Regions from separate parts of the Mus musculus genome. Here regions 2 and 3 are each linked to region 1. Evidence: chromatin contacts called from public Hi-C and HiChIP or PLAC-seq data. All regions are on one chromosome and are shown on one strand. The core of a region is the stretch at or near the end of the contact, and the rest is flanking DNA. Distances in the headings are between cores, read along the strand shown.

Region 1 (5,114 bases), core at 1,287-3,786:
GGTCCCCTGGGTAAATTCTTCTTGGCTCTTCTGGCCCGTTTCCTAGGTAGGCTGACAAAAGGGAAGAGTGGTCCTTGGTGATAGGTTCCCCTGTTGCTTGATGACTCTCATTGCATCCAACAGCTCTTTAAAAGTTCCTATATTGAAATATTTGACTTACAGAGGGGAAAGCAGATGCAAGCACACATGGAAAGTTCAAAAGAGAGACAGATGGAAAAGCAGTGGAGAGGCTTGTCACTGCTGTGGGAGGCCACCCTGCCACAGGCTTTGTCACTGCTGTGGGAGACCACCCTACCACAGTCTAACGACCAAAGCCAAGAAATCGGTGCTGACAGTCTAGCCACCAAACTTCAGAACATGTTTGAATGTTCCCACTTCTTAGTCATTTTCTTTGCTTTCCTAGGACCTAACTCAGGATTTCAGGTTAGATTTAGCGGCCACAGCTACTTGGTCCTTACCACTAAGTCTTCCCATGTTGTGCTGTATTCTGTTCTGATCGGTTAATTTAATATTTCATGTTGTGTGTGGAGACCACTGAGTGGCCCACTTTATTGGTTTCTACCTTATTCCCTTGAGACCTCTCGCAGAACCCAGCAAGCCTCTGCAATCCACCTGTCTCCACCCCCACGACACTGGAGTTAGCAGGTGCCTGCAGCCACGTCCTGACTTTTACATGGCTACTGGGGATCCCAGCCCTGTCTTCTGCTTAGTCAGCCAACGCTCTTGTCCGTGGAGTCATTTCTTCAGCCCGTCTTTTGTGACACGGATCCTCTGACAAGCACTGGCCGGTTATTTCGTGAGCTGTCTCTCATTTTGGCTTTGTCTAATGTCTTCTGCTCCCTGGACAGATGTTAGGTGGTATACAAAGGAACAGCTGCTGTGTGACTGTTACTAGGGACAGGACAACAGCAAAGCAAAGCAGCAGCATTACCTTGCTGACCTAGGGAGTTAATGGGCTTCCCAAAGGCAGTTGCACGACCTGAAAGTCCCACTCCAGGATGAGACCCACACAAAGCCAACATTCTGTGTCCCTTACACAGGAGTCCCCTACCCCCACCCAAGCCCCTACACCAACTGATGCATGGTTACCAGAAGCCAAGGGAGGGACGGAGAACAGTGGCTGGAATCTCGGGCAGATGTCTAATGAAAACATTAATGACCTCAATCTTGCGAGGGACTCCTGTGGCTCACCACAGATGTTCTGATTCGAGATGGCAACAGCCATGTCGTGCCCCGAGGACAGGGTTCCCACTGTAATACCATAGAGACGTGTGCCCTTCTCAGGAGCTTCGTGACACTGACATGTCTTATCACGGGTGAAGTTCACTTTGATGGCATGGTTTAAGTAGTGTCTGGTAACTTCTGTTAAAACATGAGACAGGCCTTTGACTTTGTAGTGCTAGCCAAGATACCCTGAAACAGGAAGAAACCATTCAGTGTCCCTCTAGCATACATGATTTTGGACATATGACTTTTATCCAAACAATGCTTTCCTCACTTGATAAGGGAGATTAAAAAGAACTATCTTTCTAAGTTGCTAGAATGGTCACTCTATAATAATCATTGTTAGTGACAGCCAGGCAAGCCAACAGGGGATCCATGGAATCAAAAGTGGAGGACTCTGGCTGGACAGACAGCTCAGTGATAAACCACAAGCCGGAAGCCCCAGGACCCATGCAAAGCCACGTGATATCCCAGTGCTCCTGTACCATGAGAGGAGGCAGAGCCAGGAGAATCCCTGGAAGCCTGTGGTCAGGTATAGGAGGCATCAAACAACAGACAAATGCTCAAACAAGGTTGCCTGACCTTCTGACCGCCACACCCTCAAATGTGCTCCCCTACCACACACACACACACACACACACACACACACACACACACACACACACACACACACACACACACGCAACCCAGATCTCAACTGGATACTTCCGGCAAGCAGCAAGATTGGCTCCTCCTTTCTTTCCTAAGGAAAGACCTTCCTGGTTACAAACAGGTAGACAGTCAGTCAGACGGGCCTGGAGAGATGACTCAGCAGTTAAGAGCACTTGCTGCTCTTGCAGAGGACACAGGTTCAGTTTCAAGCGCCCACGTGGTGACTCATAGCCATCTGTAACTCTAGTTCCAGGGAATCTATCGCCCTCTTCTGGCCTCCATGGGTACTACATGTGGCGCACACAGCATGCAGGCAGACCGCCTATATAGAGAAAATGAAAGTAATAAAAGCTCTTGGCGAAGTGAAGTGAGCAGATAAAGTCTATGACTGACTGTAACCAGCACCAGCTCATCCTACAAGCGATTACGAGGCGTTCTCTGTGCCCTAGGCCCATTGCAGACCCTCGGCTGCCTCTAATCTGGGAGCGGAATACTGCTTTCCTTGAGTTTACATCCCAGTTAGAAAGGCACAGAGTAGAGAAGCAAAGACAGGGACTATCACTCACCCTGGTTCAGTTGGAGTTCCTATAGCTGTGATGAAACATCATGACCAAAAAGCAACCCAGGGAGGAAAGGGACAATTTGATTTACATATCCTGGGTCACAGTCCACTGAGGGAAGCCAAGGGGAGGGAGCCTGGAGGCTGGAGCTGATGCAGAGGCCATGGAGGGGTGTGGCTTACTGGATTGCTTAGTTTGTTTTCTTATAGAATCCAGAACCACCAGCCCATGGATGGCACCACCCACAATGAGCTGGGCTGTTCCCCCTCCATCCCACCTCAATCACTAATATATAAAACGCCCTCAAGGTATCCCTCTGTCCAGATCTGAAGGAGGCATTTCCTTAATTGAGTCGACTGTAGCTTGTGTCAAGCTAACACAAAAGTATTTCCTAAACAAGTCTACATCTTGTTTTGTTTCGTTTTGTGTTTTGCCTTCAGACAGAATTTTTTACAATGTTGCACACGCGGCTGGCTCAGCACTGTGAACCCCCCAGCTTCCAGCTGCCCCGCACCAGGATTCCAAGCATGAGGGACCACACCCAGTTCAGCCCTCAGTGTTTCACTTGATTGCTCCTTCCATGCGAAAGGAACCCTGCATGCCCCGCCTTCAGAGTTTCACTACTGAGATTCTCCGTAGGTTTAGGCTTGCTCCTACTTCATCAATTAGAATGATTACTTCCTTGTGGAGCCTGTTTCCCACCTCCCTGCATTGGGTATCTATCATTCCAGTGCCCATAACTATCCCTTAGTTTAAAAACCTCCTAAACAGCCTTTGCCTCCCCTCAGCAACATTGGTTTAATTTTTTTAAAAAAAAAGTGCAGTGCTTTGATGTTTTGCCTGCATGGATGTCTGTGTGAGGATGTTGGATCCCCTGGAACTGGAGTTAGAGACAGTTGTGAGCTGCCATATAGGTGCTAGGACTTGAACCAGGGACCTCTGGAAGAGCAGCCAGTGCTCCTAACAGCTGAGCCATCACTCCAGCCCCACACTAATCTACTTTTTATTATGTGGTCCTGTTTTCTCTTTGTTGACAAGAACAGAAACCACGTTTGTAAAAATAGTTGCCGAGACCTTCTTGTTGAGCCCAGGCTGCACTAGGAGGAATCATGGGTAATTTTAAATGTCAACTTGCCACAACCTAGGGAAACCTGGGAGATCCTGAATGGAGATTTCCTAGGTCATACCAGCCTATGGGCATGTGTGCATGGCGACTATCTTGTTTGTTAAATGATGTAGAAAGATAAAGCCCACTGTGGGTGGCACCATTCTCTAGACAGGGAGTATTGAGCGATACAAGGCAGGAAAGAGCTAAATGGAAGCAAGTGGACTTAGGTACACTCATTCTCTGTCCTCCTCAGTTTAGTCTCATGGAACATGTGGCCTTGACTTCTGCTTGATGATGGAGGCTGTGACCTGGAATTGTGAGCTAAATAAACCTTTCTTCCCCTACGTCGCTTCTGGTCATGTTATTTTATCAGAGCAACAGAAAGAAAACTATGGCAAAGAGGTTCTCAAATGTTTTTCGGTTGGACTGTTCCATCAGTGGATGGACGCGTCTTGATTCTGCTTTTGTTTAACTGTGATGTTGGGAGGCCATGGCTCTGCCTTTCTTGCTTCGTATTGGCTAAAATGATGTGAGACACATCGATAGTGTTGCCCCTTCCTTTATGTCCCATTTCCTCTGCTATTTCAGACCTCCCTCCTTTTTTCTTTTTTCTTACATTGAAAGTAATGTATAGGTAAAAGAAAAAATACGTGGAAGGCATGAGTTATTGCCGTGGCAACAGAGAGCTTCAAACACCACAGGGGTTGCTGCTTCTTGTCTGCATATAATTCCCAACTGTTCGTGAACCTCGACAAAGCCCACAGTAAAAGGCTTACACCCTTGGGGGTTTGGCTGGGATCTACTTCTACTAATATTACTGTTTTAAAAAGAATTAATTTTTAATTTTACTAACTGAGGTTTCCTAGATCATAGTAGTCTATGGGCATGTCTGTGTGGTGATTGCCTTGATTGTTAAATGAAGTAGAAAGACCCAGCCCACTGTGGGTGGCACCATTCCCTAGACACATGACAGGGTGTATCAATGTCTCCAGCACACTTTTGGGTACATATCCAGGCCAGCTGCCTGCAGAAGGGAAAACAGAAAGTACCAAGGTCTGATTGAGAGTTTGCTCCCTCTCAGCATTGCCCTCCTTTCACACCTCACTGAGTGAGTCTTACACTCCCAGCCAGAGGAACATACTTTGCATGACAGATTGGAAATCTTTCTGGGGAGGAAAAAAAAAAAAAAGTCAAGCGAAACTCCAAACCAGCATCCTGTGGTGTTGAATTGATTTGTGAGGAATGTTCTAGAAGATGAGCAGCCCTCAGCCTCATGATTTGACACGGTGCATACAGTCACAGAGGCCTCAGTGACAGGGGTCTTCTTTAGGATGGAGTGTGATTTCCTTGTTCTCCATTCATAATTGTCTAGAATTAAAATAGCTGGTTAAAGGCTGCCTAGAGGGTTCAGTGAGTACAGGAGCTTGCTGCCAAGCCCAACTACCTGAGTTCAAGCCCTGGAGTTCACACAGTGAAAGGAGAGAACTGACTCCCAAAAGATGACCTATGTTCCTGTTTGCTTTCCCATTGCTGTGATGAAAGACCATGAGCAAAAGCAAGCTGGGGAGGAA
Region 2 (5,114 bases), core at 766-3,265, 450 kb after region 1:
TTACTTTAGGATTTGGAGCAGATGAGTTTGCGGGAAGAGGAAGGAATGAAAGGCGGAGAGAGACAGCATCTCCCTTCAACCACCCATGATCCACAATTCTTTTCCCTTTGTATTTAGAGCTGTGACCCAAAGTCCCCCGGTTAACAGCTCTCTGTCGCAGAGAGCCGCAGGAAAGCTGGCCCCAGTGCACAAACCTCATTGATTTTCTTGTCCAGCTTCATGATTTCCACGGGCTTCATGAGTTTCTTTTGGAAGGCGCTGCGGACCCGCTGCCACTCCTGTCCTTCCCTGCAGAGAAGGGGTATGCTTAGAGCACCACGAAAGAGGCTGCGCAGTGATTCGGGGAGCGCAAAAACTAACCCTGAAGATCGCCTGGAAAAGTCTCAGGAATCTTAGCTCTCAATGAATATTCGCGGCCGCCATCAGCCATCACTGACCCGAAAGAGGCTCACTGTGTCTCTCCGTGAGCTGATAGTTTATGGTAGTTATTTTCCTCAGTGGTGTAGGCTCTGACAAGATGTCTGTGCTCTAAATGACCCCCACCTATGGTCATGCGAGCAAACTCAGGGAGTTATAAACACAAAATAAAAACAACATGAAAATAGGAGAGAGAATTGTTGGGACAAGGGAGAATCTCAATAGGAGTGGGTGGGAGTATCAGAGAGGGCACTGAGTGATGAATGCGACCGGAAATACATTATAAACACGTATAAAATTGTCAAACAACGTTAAAATATTTGGTTTGACGTTAGGGTTAAGTCTTGCCCAAGACGACACCTGGAAGGTGAAGCCCAAATAAAGCGGGCATGGTGCTTTTGATGTGTCCTGTTGGGGGAGGCAGCATGTGTGCATCCCTTCACTGAATAGCTTGTGAGGGGAACCCACTCTCTACAGCACAATTTCAGGATGGCACCAGCTCTAGGTAGAGCAGGGGCTTTATATTCGTTGTCCATACGTCCCAGGGAACTCTAACGACTCCCCTTCCCCACTGTCCCGCACGTCCAGCCTCCCATCGTCTCCGTCCAGCAGAGGGGACTGACTCACAGGATCATCAGCCCGTAGGCTTCGTTGCGATGGTCCCGATAGGCTTTCCAGGGTTTGATCTCTAGCCGCTGGGGATGCGCGCTCTCTGTGCGGTACAGAGCTTCCAGCAGGCTCGGCGAGCCCAGATGCACCGAGTCGAAGGAGCCCAGCTTCATCCGGAAAATCTGGCCATACTTCTTGTGGTACTCTGCCTGCAGCGGGGCGGGCCAAATGCCATCAGCGCGCATCCTCAGGTGCCCCGGGCGCTTCTGCCTCGAGCTGCTGACCTGAGCTCCCCCTGCCACCCCGACCGGAAGGAATAGGGAACAGGGGACAATAGGTGATTAGGAAACAAACTATTTACCAGTGTGTCGTGCTGTTTCTTCAGGCCACCTTTCCAAAAAATCTCCAGTAGGCTGCCCAGCAGTGGCCAGTTGGTGGGTCCAGGTAAGGAGGTGACGTTCCGAGTCTCACCGTCGGTCATCAGCGGGCAGAGGGGCACCTCTTTTGGCGCACGCTTCACGTGCGCCTTGGATGTCACGGACCTTGGGGGTTGCCCGAGGTCCCGCAGCCGGCGCAGGAAAGCGATCAGGGGGCGCCTTTTGTCAATGGGGCAGCTCATAGTAGCAGGCGACCCGTGACACTCGAGGAGCAGTAGGGACTGAAATGGGTAAGGTATTTCGGAAGTGCTGTTGGGTTCTGAAGTTTTGGCGATTTGGGGAAGAGAGGCAAACAGAAGCCGCGGGTGTGGTAAAATACTGTACAACAGGATGGACTTGGAAGAGGCAGATGCCCAGGGATGCTGCAAGGTGCAGTTGTTTAGGGCGCAGGTCCCTGCCCTGAGCTGGCCACAGTGGCTGGGGAAGAGCGGCCGGGGTTTGGCCCGAGTACTCTGTGGCTTTGCAAATTTGACTTCTAAGGTCTAAAGCCACGAGGGGTCAAGGAGGGTCGAAGGGATGCCGCCAGGTCTGATGTACCTCCTTGTGCCTCCCCGAGCTCCCGGGCTTAGGGACCTCGTATTTATGGGAACAGGGCATGCTGGAGGTGGCCAATGAGCACGCTGAATAAGGGCGGAGGGGGACCGACTGGCAAGGATGGGAGGGACGCGGGGGGCGGGTGTGGAAAGAGGATGGAGTCAGCGAGGTGAGTGAGGGCGCCGGGGCCTCGGGTGACCGACACGCTGCTGGCCCGGCGGACGCACCGTGGTGGACTCCACCCCGGAGATAACCTGAGAAAGGCGAGTCGAGCCCAGGGTTCAGCGGGTGCGCTGCGAGCACGCCTCCTCTCCCTCCTCCTGCAGGTTGCAGCCGGCCTTGCAGGAGCCCAAGGCTGCGCTTGCACAATCGCCACTCAGGGCGGGCAAGGTTCCTGAGGACAGTGCGGAAGACCGCCCGCGCTTGCCAAGAGAGTGGAGAGCGAGCCTGCCTCCCAACATCCCGGGAGACAAGTTTTCGTAGCCTGAGCTGGACTTCCTTTGGATGAATGTTGCCTTTTTGAGCCTCTGAAGGAAGAGAGGATTTGAAACTTACTAGGATATACCAACAAGTGGGGGGGGGGGGGGGGCGGAGATAATTTTCTTACCCAGGGTCTTAAGCTAGGCAAGAAAGCCCAATGCGATTTGCAGAATTTCCTTACCAGATTCCTCGATGCTTCGGGTTGGGTTGTTAGGGAACCGAATAAATGAATGCACGTACACAGGTGTATGTCCTCAACAAAGGATGCTAGTGGCTTTAGTTCTGCGGGAGACTGTGGAGTGCCTTGAGGGCATGGCTTGGTTCCTTTGGAGTGCTTCCCAATGTCCCCTTAAGCCTTTCCTTCTTGCACACCGCCCACCCTTCGCAGAGCAGAGGCACCCACCGATTCCTAAGCGCCCCCACTTTCTCCCTAAAGCAGGCAGAGTTAGCCACAGATGCACCCTTGCTTTTGTATCTGGATAGATTAGAGCTCACTTTCCTAATTCTGGAAAGGAAATTGGTCTTCACTGATTTAAAGTGACTCATATTGTTTCCTGCTGTTCCAATGCCAAGCGCCAGCAACCAGGCAGGAGGCAGAGACTTTCCTCCTCGGCTTTCCAGTCACCTGACCGAAGGTTACTGTGACCCAAGCAATAGCAAAGTCTTCCGTAAACACCTGTCTGCTTCTGGAAAGGCTTTTGCAAATTTGTGATTTGTGCTCCAATACTGTCGTCTCGAATTTCCCCTAAGAGGTCGTGCTAACAAACAAACAAAAACTGCATATATGCAATAATTTATATGAAATCCACTAGATCAATGTTAATATGCACTGTCGTGTATACGGCATGCACTATAAGTTCATGTAGTCTCTTGTGTTTCTGTGAAACATACATTTTATAATATATGTAGTGCACTGTAGGCCATGTGAAAGTACCATATGTTAGACTTTCAAGAGCCTGTGACAAAACTGGAATTTCACTCCAATACTTATTTATTGATTGATAATTTATTTATGTATTTACCTCCCAAATGCTGCCCCCTCCCCCATCCCCTCACACTTCCTCCCTCCACTTCCCCTTCACCTCTGAGAGGATACCCCCCACCCCCACCCTCGTGGTTTATCATGTCTCTGGCAGGATTAGGCATATCCTTTCCTACTGAGGCCAGACAAGGCAGCTCTCTGCTGTGTATGTGCCAGGAGACAAATTTCACTTCAGCTCAACATCAAAAACACGTGAAAGAACCGTAACCCCACCCCCACCCCCCTGCCCATTGTCACAGACATTAGTAGCCCCAATGGCATTTGGATCCCAGTTTCTAACCCAGCCTGACTCTTCAGCATCGACATCCATATGTATCATTATTTCTATTGCTTTCTTGAGACAGTCTCATAGCCCAGGCTAGCTCAAACCCCTCATCCTCCTGTTTCCACCTCTAGAGTGTTGGCTGATGGTTTATTTCACCATGCCTAACATCACCTGGCCAATCATATCACTCTCTTCCATGGCGATGGAAGTATTCCTTCCATGACGATGTGCCCCAGAGGAGGGTGGGATCAGAACTTTCTCGTTTGGGTACGTGGCAGAGAGTGGCAGAGAGCATGCATCCTTAGAGGGAGGTGTTATTTCCGCATCTCTTCTCACTTGTGCCTGGATGCTGCAAAGACCCCATCCTTGGGTGTGTGTGACAACTGTCTTGTTATTTCAGCCAGTGAGCTACTATTTCTTTTCCTTTTTTTTTTTTTTATTTTGCATGATCAAGACCGAGACAGGTTTCAGACAAAGTAGATTCTCCTGGGAGTTTAACGTTAGACAGTTTTTGTTTGCTTTGTTTTTGAGACAGGGTCTCACGATGTAGTCCTGGCTGTCATGGAACTTGCTATGTTGACCAGGCTGGTTTTGAACTCACAGAGATCTGCCTGCCTCTGCCTCCTGAGTGCTGGGATTAAACTTATGTGCCACACTGAATGCTAGCACTAGACCGCTTCATGAATTACAAAGAGATACTCAGAAGTACAGGAAATTATTAGCTAGTGTATTTATAGAAGTAAATTAGAGAATTTCAGATTCATAGAAGTCCATGTCTCCTGTTCACTGGGGAGAGTCCCCAGTCTCAGCATAGAGTTTATTGGAGGTCCATTGAGTGGGACATTTGTCAGTCCTGGAAGAGGTTCAGAACACCAAAGTGATTATGTTGCGCATACTCTCAGGAACTTAACCTTCTTTCCTGGGCTTTGGGCCTCCCTCATTCCATGGCCTCTGTGAGGCATGCAGCCATTACCTCTCAGAAATTCCTAAAGAAAGATCTGAAAGTGGCTCCTAAGAGCCAACCCCATTCCCAAGATCTGCCCAGGCCACCTCTACTGTTCTGAGAAATCCTAACTATCTCCTGCAAAGATTGATTAGATTCATTAGACCCTAGCCTTTCTACTATGCAACCACACATGACAGTGTGTGTGTGTGTGTGTGTGTGTGAGTGTGTGTATGAGTGAGTGTGTGTGAGTGAGTGTGTGTGAGTGTGTGTGTGAGTGAGTGTGTGTGAGTGTGAGTGAGTGTGTGAGAGTGAGTGTGTGTTTGTGTGAGTGTGTGTATGTGTGAATATGTGTGAGTGTGTATATGTGAGTATGTGTGAGTGTGT
Region 3 (5,114 bases), core at 1,281-3,780, 310 kb after region 1:
GGTCCAGATGAACTAGACAGTCTACTGGATTTTTTCTTTAAATGTGTGTGTGTGTGTGTGTGCACATGCATGTACTTGCATGCACTATGTACAGTGTGTGTGTGTATGTGTGTGTATGTGTGTGTGCACATGCATGTACTTGCATGCACTATGTACAGTGTGGGTGTGTGTGGCATGTATGTGTGTGCAGAATGTGTAGTGTATCTGTGTGTGGTATGTATGTGTGGATTATGTGTATATGTATGTGTTTGTATGCATGCAGCATGTGTAGGGTATCTGTGTGTATGGCATGTGCGTATGTATGTGTGTGTAGTATGTGTAGTATATTTCTGTGTGTATGACGGATGTGTTTATGTATGTGTAGTGTATCTGCGTGTGTGGCATGTGTGTGTATATGTGCATGTATATACAGTATGTATGGTATGTGGCATGTGTGTGTGCATGTGTGTGCAGTATGCATCGTGTATGTGTGTGTGTGTGCACGAGCATGTCAGAGGACACCTTTCAGAGTCAGTTCTCTCCTTCCACCTGTTAAGGCAGGTCTCTCTTGCTTTGGGGGTCTTTGCTTGCTTTTGATTCTGTGCGGTGTCCTCCAGGCTACCTGGCCTATGAACTTCCAGGTAATTATGTCTTTGCCTCCCATTTTCCATAGGAGACCTGGGATTACAAATGTGTACCACGATATTCATCTTTTTGTATGGTCTGGGATTTAAACTCAGGTTGGCAGGGTGTCACGACCAGAATTTACCCACTGAGGGATCTCACTGGCCTGTCTTTTCCTTTTTGTATAAAGTAAGTTTACTGTGTTTCTAAGGTGAACCTTTGAAAGTTTGGGCACCAAAGTGCCCAGTATTGTGTGTAGATTTGGGGGTCCAATATAGGTATAAAAAATAAATGGAAAACATCATGATTTCTAATATTATATTCATAACATATGAAAACATATACTTTCATAATTATTAATAGAAGTAGAAATCTGAATTATGCTGTAGATTCATGTGCTATAAGCAAAATAATAGGATGGTGAATCCCTATCAACAGCTTGACAATAATGACAAGGAGCACCGCAGTTGGCTGAATCATGCAACTCCACTTCACCCCCTGAAAACGAATTCCTTTTGTGGTTATGTTTGCAACAAAGTAACAATTCACGTTAAATGAGGTCCTACAGATGGAGCTGATTTCATAGGCTTAGCGTCATTCTAGGAAGAGACACCAGGGGGCACTCTTCTTCCCTCGTTCCTCCTCTTTCCTCCCGTTTCCCCTGCAAGGTGGAAGGCAGCCATTTGCATGCAAGGGAGAGAACCTCGCCAATACTTTGCTTGTAGCCTTTCCAGCCAACAGAAACGTGTGAGAGAAATTCCTGTGGTTTGAGTCACTCACTGTATGGCGTTTCGCTCTGGCAGCCTACCCTGACATTAAATTGTTTATTGAGCCTCCACACCAGGAGTGTTCCTAGTGCTTGCCCAGTACTGATTCATCTAGGCAGGACGCTTGCTCTATGGAGTCTGCGTCCCCTACATCCTCCTAGGTAAGGGAACTGAGGGACTGGGAGATTGGCAATCTTTCCAAACAACTATAGCAAAAAAATCCATAAAAACAAGCAAACAGAAAAACCCTTTAAGCCAGGATCAGACCCAGTCCCTTTGAGTCTAAAACACAGGCTTTTAAGCACTTCTTTGTATTATTAAAGTTAACAAAAGAGCTCTGATATTTTTTATGGAAGTATCTATTTAAATTAAAAGAGTGCTGTATTATAAAATAGGGGGTTAGTAATGATGTTGAACAGCTAATTTTCCTCCCTCTGCCTCCTAAGTGCTGGGATTGCAGGCGTGTGCTACCATGCCTGGTTCTATGCAGTGCCAGGATGGAGCCCAGGGCTTCCCATGTGTGAGGCAAACCCTGTACGAAGAGGGCTGCGGGCCACCACCCAGCCCATGGTCTCATTTTTAAAGGAAGGCACCTGCACAGATGTCAAGCGTTCTGTTTGTCAATAGTAAAGAAAGCAAGGAGATGAGCATTGTTGATCTAATAAGTCTCTGTGCCAGACACCACAGAAGATGAGAGAAACCTAGAAGCACCTGCTTGCTCTACAATGTTCCAGACATGGGTGGGAAGGATCAGGAGAGACATGAGAATTGTTACAGCACCAAGAAGGGAGCAAACTCTATGACAGGGATGACCGCGGGGCACAGGAGCTCTTTGAGGAGGTGACATTTCTGCTAACACTGGAAGTCTGGGAAGAAACTTTCTACATGGAGAGAGAAGCGCTGAGGACTCGCCCCATACCATGTCTGTAGAGCCCAATACTGCTGGGTATACAGTGGGTGCTTAACCAGGCAATGTTTCACAAGTGGATATGAACTTCCAGGTCGCGAGGCTGAACCTGCCCGCAGGCTGAGTTCACGGTCACTTACTTGGCAGCTGGAGTCTTTCACGTTACTTTCTTCCGAGCGGGGGATCCCTTCGCTCGATCTCACTGACTACAACAACAAACAGACAGTATCCTTTCAGTAACCACAGCAACGGTGCACAGGTGCACGCACGACGACGATGACAATGACGACGGTGAACCCCCCTCATTTATCCTTGATATTTAGGATACAGACAGGAATGGAAAGGGGTCACTCGGAGAGCTGGGGCTGTGTCATCAGAGTCTGCTGAATTCAAGTATTAGCGTCCCGAAGGAACAACAATCAATCAAACAAATAAATGAAATAAAAATTATATATGAGCTAAATAGACATTTGCTCCTGTCTCCCCAGGAAAACACTTGTAAACCCAGCATTTAGGGGCGGGGGCAGTAGGACTATGAGATAGCCTAGGCTAAATGAGATCCTCTTTCAGAAGAAGGAGGGGAAGAAAGTAATGTTGGAAGGAAAAGGAGGTTAGAGATATGAGTGAATGAATGAATAAATGAATGAACTTGCCTGCTAACTTTTTTTTTTTTTTTTTTGCTACTTTTAGGCAGTGGAGGAGAGTTGAGTTAATGAGCACCCATCCTCCATCCTTTAGCGCCCCCTAGAGCCAGTGGCTTCCTCAACAGGGCGGTACCTAGTCAAATCTGCATCTTTGATTCCTTCAACCAGGTGAGCTAAGCAACCGGTTCCAAAGGTGTGGCCACAGGCCCAGAGGCACCAGACTCACCAGGGGACTCGTTAGAGAGATGTAAGTTCTTCACATCTGCTTAGATCCAGATCCACAGAATCAGAAACTCTGGGCCTGGGGCTCAGCCACCCGTGTTTAACAAGCTCCTCAGGGGGCTCTGAGCTGTGCTCTAACTGGCCACAAACTGTGCTGGTGCGCTCAAACTCCCACGTGACGTGAGGATGCGCGCTCATTGGTTAGTATCATCTCCTCCCAGCTGCTCAGGAAGCGGGGACTCCCAACTGCACCGCTATCAACTGGGATGTTCTCTTAGCAGACAGCACACACTCACAGAGCACAGCACAGCTCAGAACACTTCATCCTGATAACATGAGAGGCGGGTCGGGAGCTGGCCGGGTGGCTAAAGCACCTTCCATGCAAGCGGCAGGTGTGAAGACAGAGCCCAGACCCCAAGAGGCTGGGTGGGCATGGCGGCCATTTGTGATTCCAGTGCACTGGAGGAAGGTGGAAACAGGATTCCTGGCTAACATAGGCTAGTTGTATCTGAGAGCCCCTGGTTCAACCAAGAGACCACACCCTTAACACGTAAGGAAGACTCTCAACATCAGCCTCAGGTGCACATGTGCACAGGTACAGGCAAACATATATAAGCACACATACCAGACACGCACGACAAAGAAAACCTTACAGGAGCTCAAATGCATTCTGAGGGATTAGTGTTAGATGCTGCTCTTCAGTCTGAGAGATGACGCTCAAAGTGTCAGAGGAAAGGATCAGGAGGTGGGGCCTTACTGAAGGAAGTATGTCAGTGGGATGGGCTTTGAGGTTTCAAAAGCACAAGCCAATCCGTTTGTCTGTCTCTGTCTGTTTCTCTCTGTCTCTGTCTCTCTCACCCCCTCTCCCTTCCTGTGTCCTGTGGTTATGTATGGGGGCTCAGCTGCCTCTCCAGCACCATGCCTGTCTGTGTACCACCACGCTCCCCATCACAATGGTTACAGACTAACCATCTAACACACTGTGAGCCAGCTCCCGGTCAAGTGCTTCCCTTTATGGGTTGCCTTGGTCACGGTGTCTCTTCACCGCGAGAAACATTCCCCAGAATGCATTCGCCTCCTAAGCAGAGTCAACTGAACCTGGAACTCACCAACTTAGTTAGACTGGCTGACCAGTGAACTCCAGAGATCTGCTTGTTTCTGTCCCTCCGGTGCTGGGACTATAAGCATGTGTCACCTGGTCTTTTAAATATGGGCTCCAGGGGTGAAATTTAGGTCCTCACACTTGGAAGTCAAACAGTTTTCCAAACGAGCCACCCATCTCCCCCTACCCCCTGGGAAAATTTTCAGTTGCAAAATACAGACGTGTGGTGGCTTGTATGAGGATGTCCCCAAAGGCTCTGTTATTTGAATGCTTGGGCTCCAGTTGGTGACACTGTTTGGGGAGGCTTGGGAGGTGTGGCCTTGTTGGAGGAAGTCTGTCAATGGAGGCTTTGAGACTTTAAACGCTTTCATCATTGCCGTTTCTCTGCTTTCTCCTTTGAGTTCAAGGTGTGAGCTTGCTGGAGAGATAGCTCAGTGGTTAAAAGCACTGACTGTTCTTCTAAAAGTCCTGAGTTCAAGTCCCAGCAACCACATGATGGCTCACAACCATCTATAATGAGATTTGATGCCTCTTCTGATGCATCTGAAGACAGCTACAGTGTACTTACATATAATAATAAATAAATCTTTAAAAAAAGAGAAAGAAAGGTATGAGCTCGGAGCTTCCAGTTCCAACCCTATGCCTCTGCTTTGCCACAGCTCATTTTATCTCTCTGGAACTATAAGCCCGAGTAGACTTTCTTTTATACGTTGCTTTGGTCACGGTGTTTTATCACCACAATAGGAAAGCAACCACCACATGTATGAGCACAATAGCTTTTTAAGCCAAAACAACAGTGGATGCCAGGGACTGGTCTTTCTGCAGCTTCCTGACAGCGATCCTCTTTGGTGTCCTAAGAGAGCACTATT

The links. A called contact is a pair of places that touch in the nucleus more often than the background predicts. HiChIP or PLAC-seq counts read pairs in DNA pulled down with a chosen protein or histone mark.
Region 2: a Hi-C map of embryonic stem cells shows a contact between it and region 1, with 2.2 times the contacts expected there. The contact joins the promoter of Cyp24a1 here to the enhancer-like site in region 1. A contact is called at or near these places in 6 of 39 promoter capture datasets (the 3T3-L1 cell line, the C10 cell line, embryonic stem cells and 2 more), 9 of 484 Hi-C or Micro-C datasets (B cells, the G1E-ER4 cell line, embryonic stem cells and 2 more), 5 of 115 datasets of contacts at active chromatin or transcription factors (T-cell acute lymphoblastic leukemia, bone marrow-derived macrophages, embryonic stem cells and 1 more) and 1 of 9 other capture datasets (liver).
Region 3: a contact with region 1 is called in an H3K4me3 HiChIP or PLAC-seq map of embryonic stem cells, with 22 read pairs. The contact joins the promoter of Bcas1os2 here to the enhancer-like site in region 1. A contact is called at or near these places in 12 of 39 promoter capture datasets (the 3T3-L1 cell line, the C10 cell line, the HPC-7 cell line and 6 more), 5 of 15 datasets of contacts at CTCF or cohesin (CD8 T cells, embryonic stem cells, large pre-B cells and 2 more), 49 of 484 Hi-C or Micro-C datasets (B cells, the C10 cell line, CD4 T cells and 28 more), 9 of 115 datasets of contacts at active chromatin or transcription factors (the 230-238 cell line, acute myeloid leukemia, embryonic stem cells and 4 more) and 3 of 9 other capture datasets (adipose tissue, liver and pancreatic islet).

What each region holds. Positions count from the first base shown.
Region 1 is chr2:170,043,980-170,049,093 of GRCm38.p6, forward strand. It overlaps a transcript of Tshz2 not described here. Among named protein-coding and RNA genes, the nearest start is that of A630075F10Rik, 24 kb to the right of the region's middle. Within about 2 kb of position 2,537, at least 18 of the 459 cell types and tissues checked have an H3K27ac peak or open chromatin away from gene starts, as enhancers often do. A contact at or near this core is called in embryonic stem cells and uterus, where this site is marked.
Region 2 is chr2:170,495,130-170,500,243 of GRCm38.p6, forward strand. It overlaps Cyp24a1 (cytochrome P450, family 24, subfamily a, polypeptide 1), which reads right to left and starts at 2,016. Exons shown (of 12, transcript NM_009996.4): 1 at 1,388-2,016; 2 at 1,045-1,235; 3 at 195-288. The coding sequence starts at 1,645. Gm16796 (predicted gene, 16796) reads right to left here. Exons shown (of 3, transcript NR_040367.1): 3 at 4,228-4,637. It also overlaps a transcript of Pfdn4 not described here.
Region 3 is chr2:170,353,831-170,358,944 of GRCm38.p6, forward strand. It overlaps Bcas1os2 (breast carcinoma amplified sequence 1, opposite strand 2), which reads left to right and starts at 2,531. Exons shown (of 8, transcript NR_040610.1): 1 at 2,531-2,568; 2 at 2,968-3,089. Bcas1 (breast carcinoma amplified sequence 1) reads right to left here. Exons shown (of 13, transcript NM_029815.2): 11 at 2,418-2,483.